Regions from separate parts of the Mus musculus genome. Here region 1 is linked to region 2. Evidence: chromatin contacts called from public HiChIP or PLAC-seq data. All regions are on one chromosome and are shown on one strand. The core of a region is the stretch at or near the end of the contact, and the rest is flanking DNA. Distances in the headings are between cores, read along the strand shown.

Region 1 (6,120 bases), core at 483-2,982, 300 kb before region 2:
TCCCAGGACCCTGGGCACACAGGGAAGAGCAGCAATGCTCTGGGCCAGTCCTGGGCGGCTGAAACCTGCCCTAAAGAAGGTGCCACTCCAGACCTGTTGAGAGAAGGGAGGTTGGGCCACACCACGCAGCAGCTACACAACACCCCAGGTCTGAAGGCTAAGCCCCAAATCTGCGGCTGCTGGCACGGCAAGTCGCCTCTCCTGGTCCAGCCAATGACTATGACACCAGGGCCACTCAGAAGAGGAACTAAACTGTTGTGGATTGATGAGGCAGGTTGAGCCTATGAGCTGCCTACCAGCTCACAGCAGGGAGGAGGTCGCTGTGACCCAAGCAGGAGCAGAGCATTGCCTCCACTGGAAGGGCCAGCTCCTGGACAAGTCCAGCCAAGGGCAGATCTGGACCTGGCAGCATCTGGCCAGGTCCAGTAGCCAAAGAGAGACAGGGTGGCCTCAAGCAGGTGGGAACCCAAAGGGCCTCTCCATGAGCAGGCTGGGCGTGGGCGAGGCACCTCTCCTCTAAGGTCCAGTGCCTTCCTTTGAGGATGCTGTAACCCTGGGGCTGGGCTCCGACACCTCCAGTGGTTCTCACAGTGGGATCTTCACAGTTGCCTCTCACCACCTGCAGTGTCTGTTTGCATCTTTAACAGCTCCCTGCCTCTTTGGACTGGGCTTCTTTAACCCTTTATAGCTATTCTTTATATAGGCATGCATATACAGAATTGTGTGGTTTGAGCATAGGTAGTGATTAAAATTCAAATAATAATAATTACAGAGAAAGACTGGAGATGGCTCAGCAGGCAAAGTGCTTGCCAAGCAAGCATGAGACCCAGTACACCCAGTGGTGCCATGTGGTAGTCCCACCTGTAATCCAACCATGCAGGAGGCAGAGACAAGGAATCCCAGCACCAACAGTGAGCTCTGTGTTCAGCCCCAGACACTGTCTCAGTGCAGTCGAGAGAAGATAACATCAACATCAGGCCTCCACATGTGTGTGTGTATGCATTTACTCCCGCACCCACACCTACAAACACACATGTGTGCACACTCCTGTACCCACATCTACAAACACACATGCATGGCTAATTCTAAGCAGGCTGGGTAAAGGCTTACCTTTATACTGAATCCCTATTAGAACCCATTAAACAGCCACTAAGTAACAACATCAAGAGGTGTACTTAAGCAAGTAGGAGGGCTGGAGAGATGGCTCAGCAGGTAAGAGCACTGACTGCTTTTCCAGAGGTCCTGAGTTCAATTCCCAGCAAACACATGGTGGCTCACAAGTATCTGTAACAGGATCTGATGCCCTCTTCTGGTGTGTCTGAAGATAGCTACAGTGTATTTATATAAATAAAGTAAATAAAGTTTAAAGTAGGAATATGTATTTGTATAGAGTTTGATCCTTAGAACCCAGGTAAAACATGGTGTCATGGTGTTATAAGTCTGTCACCCTTGCCTAGCAGCAAGCACCTTTACCTGCTGAGCCATCTTTTTTTTTTTTTTTTTTTTTTTTTTTTGGTTCTTCGAGACAGGGTTTCTCTGTATAGTCCTGGCTGTCCTGGAACTCACTTTGTAGACCAGGCTGGCCTCGAACTCGGAAATCCGCCTGCCTCTGCCTCCCGAGTGCTGGGATTAAAGGTGTTCACCATCACGCCCGGCACCTGTTGAGCCATTTTATCTGCCCCTTTTGTGTGTGGAAGATATCAGGTGTCCTCCTCAGTGGCTCTCCACTGAGTCTGGAGTTCACTTGATGAGACTGGTCAGAAAGCCAAGGGAATCCTCCTGCCTCTGGCCCTGCCTCTGACTCCTCAGCTAAGAGATTAAAGTCTGGGCCACCTCATCTGGCTGTAAATTAATGAATTAAGGTTTTCAAGACAGGGTGTCTTAGGGTTTCATTGCTGTGAAGAGACACCATGAACAAGGCCACTCTTACAAAAGAAAACATTTCATCGGGGCTGGTTTACAGTTTCAGAGGTTTAGTCCATTATCATCATGGCGGGAAGCATGACAATGTGCAGGCCGACATGGCGCTGGAGGAGCAGAGAGTTGAGCAGGCAGCAAGGAGAAGCTGCGCTCCACACTGAGCAGAGCTTAATCCTAAGAGATCTTAAAGCCCACCCCCACAGTGACACACTTCTTTCATCAAGGCCACACCTACTCTAACAAGGCCACATCCCTTAACTGTGTCAGTCTCCATGGGCTAAGTGTACAAATACATGCGTCTGTGGGGGCCACACCTATTCAAACCACCACACAGGGCTTCTCTGGCTGTTCCAGAACCCACTATGTACACCAGGCTGGCCTCGAACTCAGAGATCCACCCGCCTCTGCCTCTTGATTGCTGGGATTAAAGGTGTGAGGCGTCATCGCCCGGCACAGTTAAATATCATAGACAGAATGCTATTCTGGCTTCTTCTTAACCTTCTTTAATGTTGTCTTTGGTTATCCTTTTTTTTCCCCCTTGAGACAGGCTAGCTTCAAACTCTCAATCTTCCTACCTCAGTTCCCGAGAGGGATTCCATACACCTGGCTCGATAAATTTTATCTTGAAAAGTAGCCCAGGCTGGCTCAGAACTCAGATCCACCTGTCTCTGCTTCTGAGTGCTGGGAGTAAAGGTGTCTACCAGCAGGCTCAGTTCTACCTACGGCACTTCGCAGGGTACCGCCTCACCGCCGACCCTGACCACCCCTGTTTGGACTTTCCTCCTCCAGCTCGGCAATCTAGTTGAGAATTGTCGCTCCATATCGTCTTAGAGAAACAAAGAATGACCTTATTTTTTCTCTTTTTCCATTTCCTTGATTTCTGCCTTTATCATCATTACTTCCTTCCTCCTACTGACTTGGTGGCTTAGTCAGGGCCTGGCCAGGAAACAGATATGATATCAGCGATCTTAACTGCAACTTATATAAAGGCCGTGGTGTGTGTGTGTGTGTGCGTGTTGCCCATTTGTTTTATTTTTGAGACCTAAATTTTTTATATTTATTCATTTTTGTTTCACACATGAGCACTTTGCCTCCATTAATATCTATACAGCATGTACGTGCATACTCAGTGCCTGTGAGGTCAGAAGTGGGCATCGGATCTCCTGGAACTGGATTTACCAATAATTGTGAGTCACCACATGTGTGCTAGGAACTGAGCCCAGGTCACCTTCAAGGGAAACCAGTGCACTTGACCACTGAGCCATCTCTCCAGCCCGAGACATGGTCTTCTATGAAGCCCAGGAAGACCTTGAACTTCCTGTGTATCCTACACTGGTCTCAAACTCTTGTTAATCTTTATGCCTCAGACTCCTGAGTGCTGGGGTCATAAGTGTGAGCTACCACAACTGTTGTGAAAATTCTCACCGATCAGCAAGTGTTACTAAACACCGACAGGGTTTATTGATCCCGGAGGATGACTAAAGCTGTCACTGTCACACATGGTGGTCTCCATGACACAGCACAAGGGCACACAGGAAGGGGAACACAGGAAGAGGACTTGATTCATCCGTGCTCAGAGAGTTCGGCTCGCCTCAGGTCCCATGCTCCGGTGCCTTTCAAACTTCCCCTGTGTCCAGTTCATTTCTAGTGTTCAAAGAAGCCTTGCTGAGGGGCTGGAAAAATGGCTCAGTCTGGACAACTCCTGCAAAACTGGGTTTGGCTGGCAGCTCACAACCACCTATATAAAATTCTAGCCCCAAGAGACTCTATCCTCTGAGCACCTGCAGTCCCACCCACAGACACAGACAAGCAGACACACAGACACATACAAACACACAGTCACACACATAAGCACACAGACACACACACTAGCAGACACAGACACACACAAAAACACACAGAGACTTACCTTCACACACAGAAGAACACATACACACATACAAGCACACAGACATACACTAGCAAACAGACACACAGACACACACAAACAGATATACATGTTCACACACACTCACAAACACATATATATACACACAGACACACATAGACAACACACACAGACACATACAGATACACAGTCACACACAGACACATAAGCACACAGACACACACACTAGCAAATAGACACAGACACACGCGTTCACACACAGAGACACACATATACACACACAGACATACATAGACACAGGTACACACAGACACATACACAGATATGCACAGACACACATAGACACAAACACATAAGAATAAACCTAGCCAGTCCCCCTGATACACTGACAGGCACATCGGAAAGCCCCCTGCTTTGTATGAGCTGCTCCAGTAAAGACCAAACCCTAAAAAGTCTCCCCAGTTCACAGCTCATGAGTCAGAATTTCCAGAAGACCAGACTTGCTGAGTGGTACCCAAGGAAGGGCAGTCTTAAGGAACGGAGGCCAACCCTTGGGAACTACATTGCCTGGAGACATCCGAGCTGGCCCGAGTAACAGGACAGCGGAGTCCTCTAGAATGAGGGGGTTGCTTGGTGCTGGGCGAAGCCATGTTCCCCACACTTGTGTTAGGAGCACCCCTGTGTTATGACAGGGTCCCAAGAGAAACAGTCTATTTGTCCTGCAATGTATATATACAGCCCTCCAAGCCACAGTAGTGCCAAAACCTACAGTCCTCAGGAAGAGATCTGACAACACTTGCAAGAAACACTCAGTGAGACGCAGAGGCAGCGGATTCTGTGGAGAGACGAGCAGAGGGATGGGGGACTTTTGCATTTTCAGACTTATTTTGTGTGTGTCTGGAGGGTGTGGAAGTCAGAGGACCATGCCGGGAGTCAGGTCCCTCCTTCTGTTGGGTGGGGCCTGGATAGCTGACTCAGGCCATCAGTTTGGTGGCAGGCAGTTTTACCCTCTGAGCCATCCTGCCCCAAAACTCTCTCCCTTCCCTGCTTAAAAAAAAAGACAACTTTTTTTTGGAGCCAAGGTCTCACTCATTCTGTAGCCCTGGCTGGCCTAGAACTCTAAGAGATCTATCTGCGTATCTCTTGCTTCCAAGTACTAGGATCACAGGGCTATACAATCAAATTGGCATGTGTGCAGAACTTGCATGTGTGTGCACGTGTGCCTGCCTGTTTGTGTGAGCACCGCTTACAACGCTGGAGAGGCCAGGAGTGGGAGGCGGATCTCCTAGAACTTCTAGGAGTTCTGGGCAGCTGTGAGCCTTCTTGTGGGAGCTGGGAACTGAACCCAGTTCCTCTGCCAGAGCAGCCAGTGTTCTTTAACCACTGAGCCACCTCTCCAGCCCTCTTCCTTATTATTCAAGTCAGCATCCTGTGTGCCCGAGGCTGCCCGCAAGCTCACTGTTTGTTGATGACCTTGAGCAGTTCTCTTGCCCCTACCCTGTGAGTGCTGGGGTGACAGGTGTTGTCCACAGCCACGCACGGTTTCTGTGGTGCTGACTCCTACGGCCCCGGTCCTCAAATGATTTTCAAGAGAAGTTTCCAAACCACACAACAAGGAAGGAGATGTCAGCAGCCAAAGCTGAGCGACTGCAAAGACGGAGCAGCAGCGGCAGCAGGCAGCAGTGGGCAGCATGAACCTTGACCCTGCCTTACCCCAGACTCTTAGCTGAAGCATAAAAACAGAAACTATCAACATACTAGAAGAAAACTGGCAGTACCTTTGCAACTTGGCAAGAGACAATTCTTATAAAACACAGAAAGTGAAAACCACAGAGGAAAAAAGAGAAAGAAATTGCAAAATGAGACTTCACCAAAAGCGATGGGGACACACTTATGCTTATTTAAAAAAAAAAGAAAAAAGAAAGAAAGAAAAGAAAAAAAAACATGATTAACAAAAGGAATGGCCAAGCCACAGACTGAAATAAACTCCTTGCAAAGCATACATCTGACAAAAGACCAATATCCAGAAGTAATGAGGAAGAGTTGAGCCGTCCAATTTGAAAATGAGCAACAGATTTGAGAAAGATATTTTACAAAGGAAAAATACATGAATAGCTGGGAAGGTCATGAAAATGTGCTGGGCCACATTAGTCATCAGACAGATGCAAAATTAAAGCCAGAGTGAAATAGCACCCACACCCCCACCGCCAGAATGACTAACATTTAAGACTGACAGCAGCAGATGCCAGTGTGAACGCACACCACTGCACACTGCCGCTGGGACTGAAGCCGGATGGCTGCTGTGGGTGAAG
Region 2 (6,875 bases), core at 19-2,518:
CTGAGACTTGGGGAGCCCCAGTACGCAAGGCTGTGGTGCCTCCATGTCTACCAGGTCAATCTGCTGACACATAGGGCTGCCAAGACCATGCTGCCGGGCCTGGGGGTTCACAGGGCTGGAAAGGGCCAAGCAGCTACCACAGGGACCAGCCAGGCATTCTGGCAGTTGTGAAATGAGCCCAGCTCACTGCCACAAAGCCACCTTCGTGTAGGTATTTCTCCATCTGTCCTCTCAGAACCCCATCGTTCCCCATGCTGCAGTCTGAGCAGGATGCCTTTCATACAGAGACCAACCCTACCAGTATGGGCATGTGCCCAGAGACCCACGACTACAGTAGGCTGAGCAACATTTATATCTCCAAACTCACATTCTCCGATAACCTTGGGATGTGCCCTATTTGGAAATAGGGTCTTTGAGCTTGGGGAAGATGAGGCCTTGCTGGATTCCGGGTAATACTAAACCTAGTACCTGAGACCCTCTCACTTGTGGATGGGGAAGGTTAGGGACTCCGGGGCTGCCGTGAGCTGCCAGAGTCACCTTTGTCCTCCTATGCTGGAGTTGGACAGACTTTCTTGCCCTGTGGGTGCTCTATCTATCTAGATGTTAAATAGGTGTTGCTGCATGTGTCTCGGCAGAAGCCAAGGCACAATTGGGCACGAAAGTGCCGAGGTCAGCTCTGACCTGTTGTGCTAGGATCCACCCAGAACCCAGTAGGACAACCCATCAGCCCCAGAACTGGGAGGGAATAACTGTGAAATGTCCGTTATTTTCTGCCACCTGACTCATAGCTACCCTATAACGCCAGTCATCAGCCAACGACTGGCTGAACAAAGAAAGCTGCTTTCGCTCCTTCATAGGGCAGGCTCTGGTGGTTGAGAAGTTCTCAGGCTCCGGCGGTGGGAAGTTCTCTTTCCAACTGACTCCTCTGGGTGGCTCTCAGGGTAGCCTGGGATGGTTGGGTTACACAACTCAGGAGTTAGAGGCAAAGTTCCTTCAAGGGTTTAAGCTGAGGCAGAATGGCAACACTCCAGTATAGAGTGGGTGCTTACTAAGGATTGAACCTGTGGCCTCACACAAGCTAGGCAGGTACTCTACCACTGTACCAACCTCTCCCGGTCCCTCTCAACCTGCTTTTTCTCCCTGTTGTGGTCGGGCCTGGTGCTGTTTGTATTTTGATGCTAATTCCACTCTCCTGGGAGAGCTTGCAGACAAGGAGTGAGTCACATACTCAGGTGACTTCTGGTCCTTCATTAAGGAGCCCAATGATTGGCTCCTTAATGAATAAAGGAGCCAATCATTGGGCGAGTAGGAGGGACTTTTGGGTGGAAAAGAGCAGGGGGTGGGGGGTGTCTCCCGGTTCCAAGGGCAGATCCATCAGGATTTGCCACCAGAGGATTTAGACTTAATAAGGCTTAAAAGTTAGGATTTTAGTTGTTGCGCCCAGCCATTGAGTTACCATTGTTTCTGAACTAAGTTTGTGTTGTGTTTTCCTTCATGCAGAGGGCTCATCTGGGTTCAAGAGAGCTTTCTCTTGCACGGCGGCAAAGAGTGGGTTTGCCTGATGTGCACCACAAAGGCTTGGGGGGTTTTGAAGTTTTGGGGCTGGCGTGGTAGTGACCCGCCAGAGGGAACCTAGCGAGCTGGGTGGAGACGTTTTCAGGAGCTCCAGGCCTGAGAGTCTCCACTGGATAAGAACAAGCCGCCCAGACGGGGGGCGGGGGGGGGGGGGCGCTGAGAGTTGTCGGCACAAGCTCGGGAATGCGCCGGCTCTTTTTAATATTTCCCGCAACACCTCCCTACTTAAGCAGACACCCCATCCCTTACAGGAATTAGTGAAGGCTCAGCCACTGAGAAAAACCACTGAACTTTTTGGGGGGATTCAGCAACTCTTGTACAATAAGCGTTTTGGGTTTTGTTTTTGTTTTTTTTGTTTGTTTGTTTTTTTTTTTGTTTTTTGGTTTTTTTTTTTTTTTTGCATAAAACATATCGCCAGCAAGGGCTTTAAATAGTGCCGTGGCGTTGGCCGGACTTAACAAGCCCCAGTCATTCCAAACAGAGTCCCTTGGCATGACTATTATTAAGCTGGACGTAACGTCACACAGCACTTTCTATTTTCAAATAATAGACAATTAGGCGCCTCACGCTGAGACACTTTTCCACAAATGGCTGCGAAGCCGGATCTGAGGCCTCTGAGCCCAGATTTGTGACTCGGGAAATACCTGGGTTGAAGAGAAAAGAGGGGGCCGGAGTGCAATCGGTAGAGGGCTCGCCTCCTGTGCACAAATCCTGGGTTTGATCCCCACATAAACTGGGCACAGGGGCGTGCTGGAACCCTAACACTTAGGAGTTGGAGGCAGGAGGATCGAAGTCCTAAGTCATCTCAGCTATATAGATAGTTGAAGGCTGGGATAAATGGGACAGAGGTGGACAGACAGGCAGTCAGACAGACAGACAGAACTTCTCATCCCTGGAAGGAGGAGGTGCCACAAAGTACTACGTCACTCAGCAGAGGCCACACTCAGTAAAGCCAGGACTGAAGGAAAGGCCAGCTGGTACAGGTTTGAAACCCTAGAGGTACAACCACCCTCAATGCAAGCTGCAAAAGCCAAAACTGTTCTAAAGAGTTTCCTTGGAAACAAGTCCACTGTCCCCACAGGGCCATCAGCAGGACTTCCCCCAGCTGAAGCATGGCCCTCAGCCCTTTGATCCTGATAGTAGTAGATTTCCTTTCCTTCTCTCTCCCTCTTGAGGTGTTTGTATGGAAAGAGAACCAGCTGTGAACCACAACCAGCCTGGACTGGGGGGCGGGGAGGTAGGGGAGATGGGAGGGGAGGGGCAGCTCCTGCAGAGCAGCACAGGCAGTTTGAGAGGCAGCAGACACCCAGGTGGAAATCCACAGCGCAGGGGCCGTTCTCAGCACCCGCTCAGCCTGGCCTAGAGTCATGGGCCCCTTTTCAAACCCTTCTCCAACAAACGTAGCAGTTACTCCATTACCCTGGCTCTCCTGTACAGGCAAAGCGGGCCGGCTCAGTCCCTTCAGCTCTGTGACCAGGAGCAGCCCTAGCTCTATTTGAGCCCCTGTCCCTCCTCTGTAGCTTGGACATTGTCAGGCTGTTGGTGAAGAGGGAGGTCTGCCAGCATTCTGGGAGGGTGACCTGCCCATGGACACCCATCATGCTACTGTGACTCAGGGCCGTGCTACTGTGGTCCCGAATGGAAATGGCTCCGGACACACCAAGACTGATCAGTACGCACAAACTTGTTTCGGTGCCCTGTGGGCACTGTGACCTCAAGAGGCTGCTCAGGGCCCGAAGTCCTAGGACAGGCTCGCCTAAACCTGCCAGCTGACCCTTTATTGTATAACTTGGACTGGGAAATGTCCCACGGCTGATAAAGGGACGTCCCTGCGTTCACACATCAGTCTAGGGATGAGGGAGGTCAAGAGTATGGTGCCCTGTGCCAGCCCTGGCTGCTTCCCTCCGCATCTACCAGATACATGGAGGCTAAGGATGGCTACACCTTCCTTCGTCTGGTCCTGCATGCCAGTCCCTACACCAACCAACCAGGCCTCATTCAGAAGGTAGAGAAAGCTGGCACTGGCTGACACCAGCATCCCTGAGTGCCAAGCTCATACTGAGACCTGCTCTAGGGTACCCCGGCAGATACCCCAGGTGCTCTGGAGAACCCCAGTCCAGGGTGTATACTGTTATCTACAGCTCCTAGACCCAAGCAGGGAATTCTGACATCTGCAGTCACCAGACCACCCTCAACTCCTTCCAGGCCTGTCCCCAACAAGGCCCCCAAAGGTACACATGGCCCCACAAGGTCATCATCAATTCCAGGCCAGTCCCCTTACCCCAGAGGTGGTACACTAGGCCGCCTGGAGAAGGAGGTTTAATTCCGAGTTGCTCTGAGATTTACGAGGGTTATATTCAATTAACAGGAGCATCGATTTCTCTGCAGCTGGCCAGCAAGCTCACTGGGAATAATTGTATTATGAAACAAAGTGCTTTCAAAACACAGAAGAAACCTACATATCTTGGTGCCTGCAGAATCATACAGCGATACACACACACATACAAACACACACCGTGGGAAACAGATGCTCTGCGTCTCCCTGTGTCTCATACACAGTATGGGACATGAGACGCCCCTTGTAGTGTGACCTTTCTTCCTCTTGTTTCTACCCACCCCAGCCTCAGCTCCTTGTCACCCAACCCAGCCTCAGTCCCTGTCACCCACCCCAGACTCGGCCCCTGTGGAGGTGAGTCTAGACGTTGCAAACAGATGGTGTGAGATTGACCGGTCCCTTTCTCAGTGGGAAGAGGAAGGGCAATTCACCCCAAAGCCTAAAATAAGCTCGTCAGCTTGACAGGCTCTAGAGTCACCTAGGAGACAAGCTTGTAGGCACGTCTCCTACATAGAGGGAGTTTTGAAACTGGGTCAACTGAGGTGGAAGACCCACCCAGCCCATCGCATGGCCCGGGGTCCTCACTGAATAAAAAACCGAGAAAGCACGCTGAACACCAGCAATCCTCTCTGCTTCCTGATTGGATTCAACTCGGCTGGCAGCCTTACCCTCCCGAGGCCACGCCTTCTCCTGAGGCCACGCCTTCTCCTCAGTACTGGACAGTACCTGCAAGCCACAATAAGCCCACCCGCCCTCTCTACCTACCTTCCTTCCTTCCTTCCTTCCTTCCTTCCTTCCTTCCCTCCCTCCCTCCCTCCCTCCCTCCCTCCCTCCCTCCCTCCCTCCCTCCCTCCCTTCCTTCCTTGAGTTGCTTTTGTTGGGTATGTTGCCGCAGCCGTGAGAAACGTAACTAGCACACTGGGTGAGTGTTGGCCACTCTTAGGCTCTACTCTGCAGACCTCCTGCCTCAGCACAGACTAGAAGATACAGCAGGAAGAACCCAGAGCCGCCTGGGTTTCCTGGCCCAACCCCCCTCTGCTGCCCGCTGGCCCCAGGGCCCTGGTCACCTGGCCCTTCTCTAGCTTTGGTCCCTTGCAGGTTACCTTGAACTTGGCCTGTCCTCACCCTGACCCACTGAGATGGTTCCTCCGGTGGTCTAGCTGGTCGGTGACATCACCATATCTTGTAGTCCCTCCTTGCCAGCCTGGCCCCTCTCCAGCCCTAAAGAAGATCAGCTTTGGGTGGTTTACCAAAATGTCTTCCTGTCGGCGAGCCTTGTGTCAAACCCAGAGCCTCGGCCAGCCCGGGATCTGAGAAGAATGGAACCCATATTGTAAAGTTGAGATTAATATCATCCTAAGAGGGAAACATGCCCACCTCACACTCACAGACACACCCAGGAGGCTGACCTCCCTGGGGCTGCAGTTCCCGAACCCAACCCCCACATAGCCACCAACGCAGTTGGAAAAAAAAAAGGCTTTATTTCCCTCCCCAACAAGAATGTGGCTGTGACTTCTTCCTGCACTTTAAGCAGAATTCTCCACACTTATGTTATGGCTCTATTTATAACCACAGCTCCCCACTCTAACACTCACATCCTCGCATTGAGGGCTGGGCACAGAGGCACACACCTGTAATCGCCACATGTCAAGCAGCCCCTCCCTACATGGTCATCTCAGGTGCACAGCTGGCTCAGGCTCAGGTACCACACCTCACAGCCCTGGGCCAGGCCAGGCCAGGCCAGGCCAGGCCAGGCATGGAGCTGCTGTCTGTAATTACCCCCCACCCAGTCCCTCACTGCTTCTTGGGTACCCTTCCCCCTACTCTGGAGTCCCCAGCCCAGACTCCACAGACCCAGGGAACAGTCAAGAGACAGATGTACTTGCGGCCAGCCGCCAACTTCAGAGCTGTCGCCCGCCACCGCTGAAGCCTGATGGGAAATTCAAAGATCATAGCTATTTGGCTGTAGGATGCAGATTACAGTGGCGTTTGCCTCAAAGCTGCCTTCCTAATTATGTTTTCCTAGGCTAAAATAGCAAATTCGCTTTCCCCAAGGACACACCAGCCACGGAGGAAAGCAAGACGCTAAGAAGCTTCCAGAAGGGCAGGAGGAGGACAGCCCCAGGTAACTCTGAAGCGAGGATCCAAGGGCAGGTGGCAAAAATGGCTAGCAGGGGTGGGAGGGCTTCCTCGGGGTGCCCTCTGTAGCTCTGCCTGGTCAATCATGGTTAACCCCAGGTGGCTGGGGTGGGAAGGGGCTAGTGGATGTGACCGCAAACTCCCACGAGCCCTGGCGCACCCCCATCTCTCTCCCTGGGTCCTGAAGCCACGGTGTCCCTGCAATTTATAGCTCTGCTTGTGGAGTTTGATGGGCTCCGCTGGTCATGATGGATGGCTGCTATTTCCCAGAGACAGAGCTCGGAGGTGGCTCATGCTCCCCCACCCGTGGGGCTCCCTCCTTCCCCGGGAGCAGATGAAGGGCAAGGAGTGGAGGGAGGGAGGGATGGGGGGGAGGGAGGGAGGGAGGGGTAGGCCAGCTCTGAAAGAAGCCAGTCAGTGAATGTGCAATCTGCTGCCCTGGACCATTGACCGTGCAGCTCATTGAGCAGGGGCCATGGGGGTGGCATCTGTCCCCTGAAAAACACACCTGTGGCCTGTGGTGGTTCCTGGGCCTAGACAGAAGATGGAGCTGAGCCACAAGGCAGGGACAGGGGCCTGAGGGGACACAAAAAGTGATGAAGTCCACCCAGAAGAGAAAACTGCCTCATGTTGCGGAGCCCAAGGAAACCAGGCACCTTAGTCCCCTTGCCTTCTTCCCAGCAGTCTCTCTGCTTCTGCCCTTGCCAAAGAATAATTCATGTTTTACACAGCAGTCAGAGATATATTTTTAAATAAATCCATTCAACCCTGCATCTCAGCGCGCACACACACACACACACACACACACACACACACACACACAAAA

Evidence for each region. HiChIP or PLAC-seq counts read pairs in DNA pulled down with a chosen protein or histone mark.
Region 1: a contact with region 2 is called in an H3K27ac HiChIP or PLAC-seq map of embryonic stem cells, with 5 read pairs. The contact joins two enhancer-like sites. A contact is called at or near these places in 1 of 115 datasets of contacts at active chromatin or transcription factors (embryonic stem cells) and 1 of 9 other capture datasets (liver).

Annotation. Positions count from the first base shown.
Region 1 is chr11:117,239,708-117,245,827 of GRCm38.p6, reverse strand. It overlaps a transcript of Septin9 not described here. Among named protein-coding and RNA genes, the nearest start is that of Gm39478, 23 kb to the left of the region's middle. Within about 2 kb of position 1,732, at least 23 of the 459 cell types and tissues checked have an H3K27ac peak or open chromatin away from gene starts, as enhancers often do. A contact at or near this core is called in embryonic stem cells, where this site is marked.
Region 2 is chr11:116,935,049-116,941,923 of GRCm38.p6, reverse strand. All of the region lies in intron 3 of Mgat5b (mannoside acetylglucosaminyltransferase 5, isoenzyme B), which reads right to left. Gm33829 (a long non-coding RNA gene) reads right to left here. Exons shown (of 2, transcript XR_389169.3): 1 at 6,558-6,875; 2 at 5,372-5,840. Among named protein-coding and RNA genes, the nearest start is that of Gm33829, 6.7 kb to the right of the region's middle. Within about 2 kb of position 1,268, at least 54 of the 459 cell types and tissues checked have an H3K27ac peak or open chromatin away from gene starts, as enhancers often do. A contact at or near this core is called in embryonic stem cells, where this site is marked.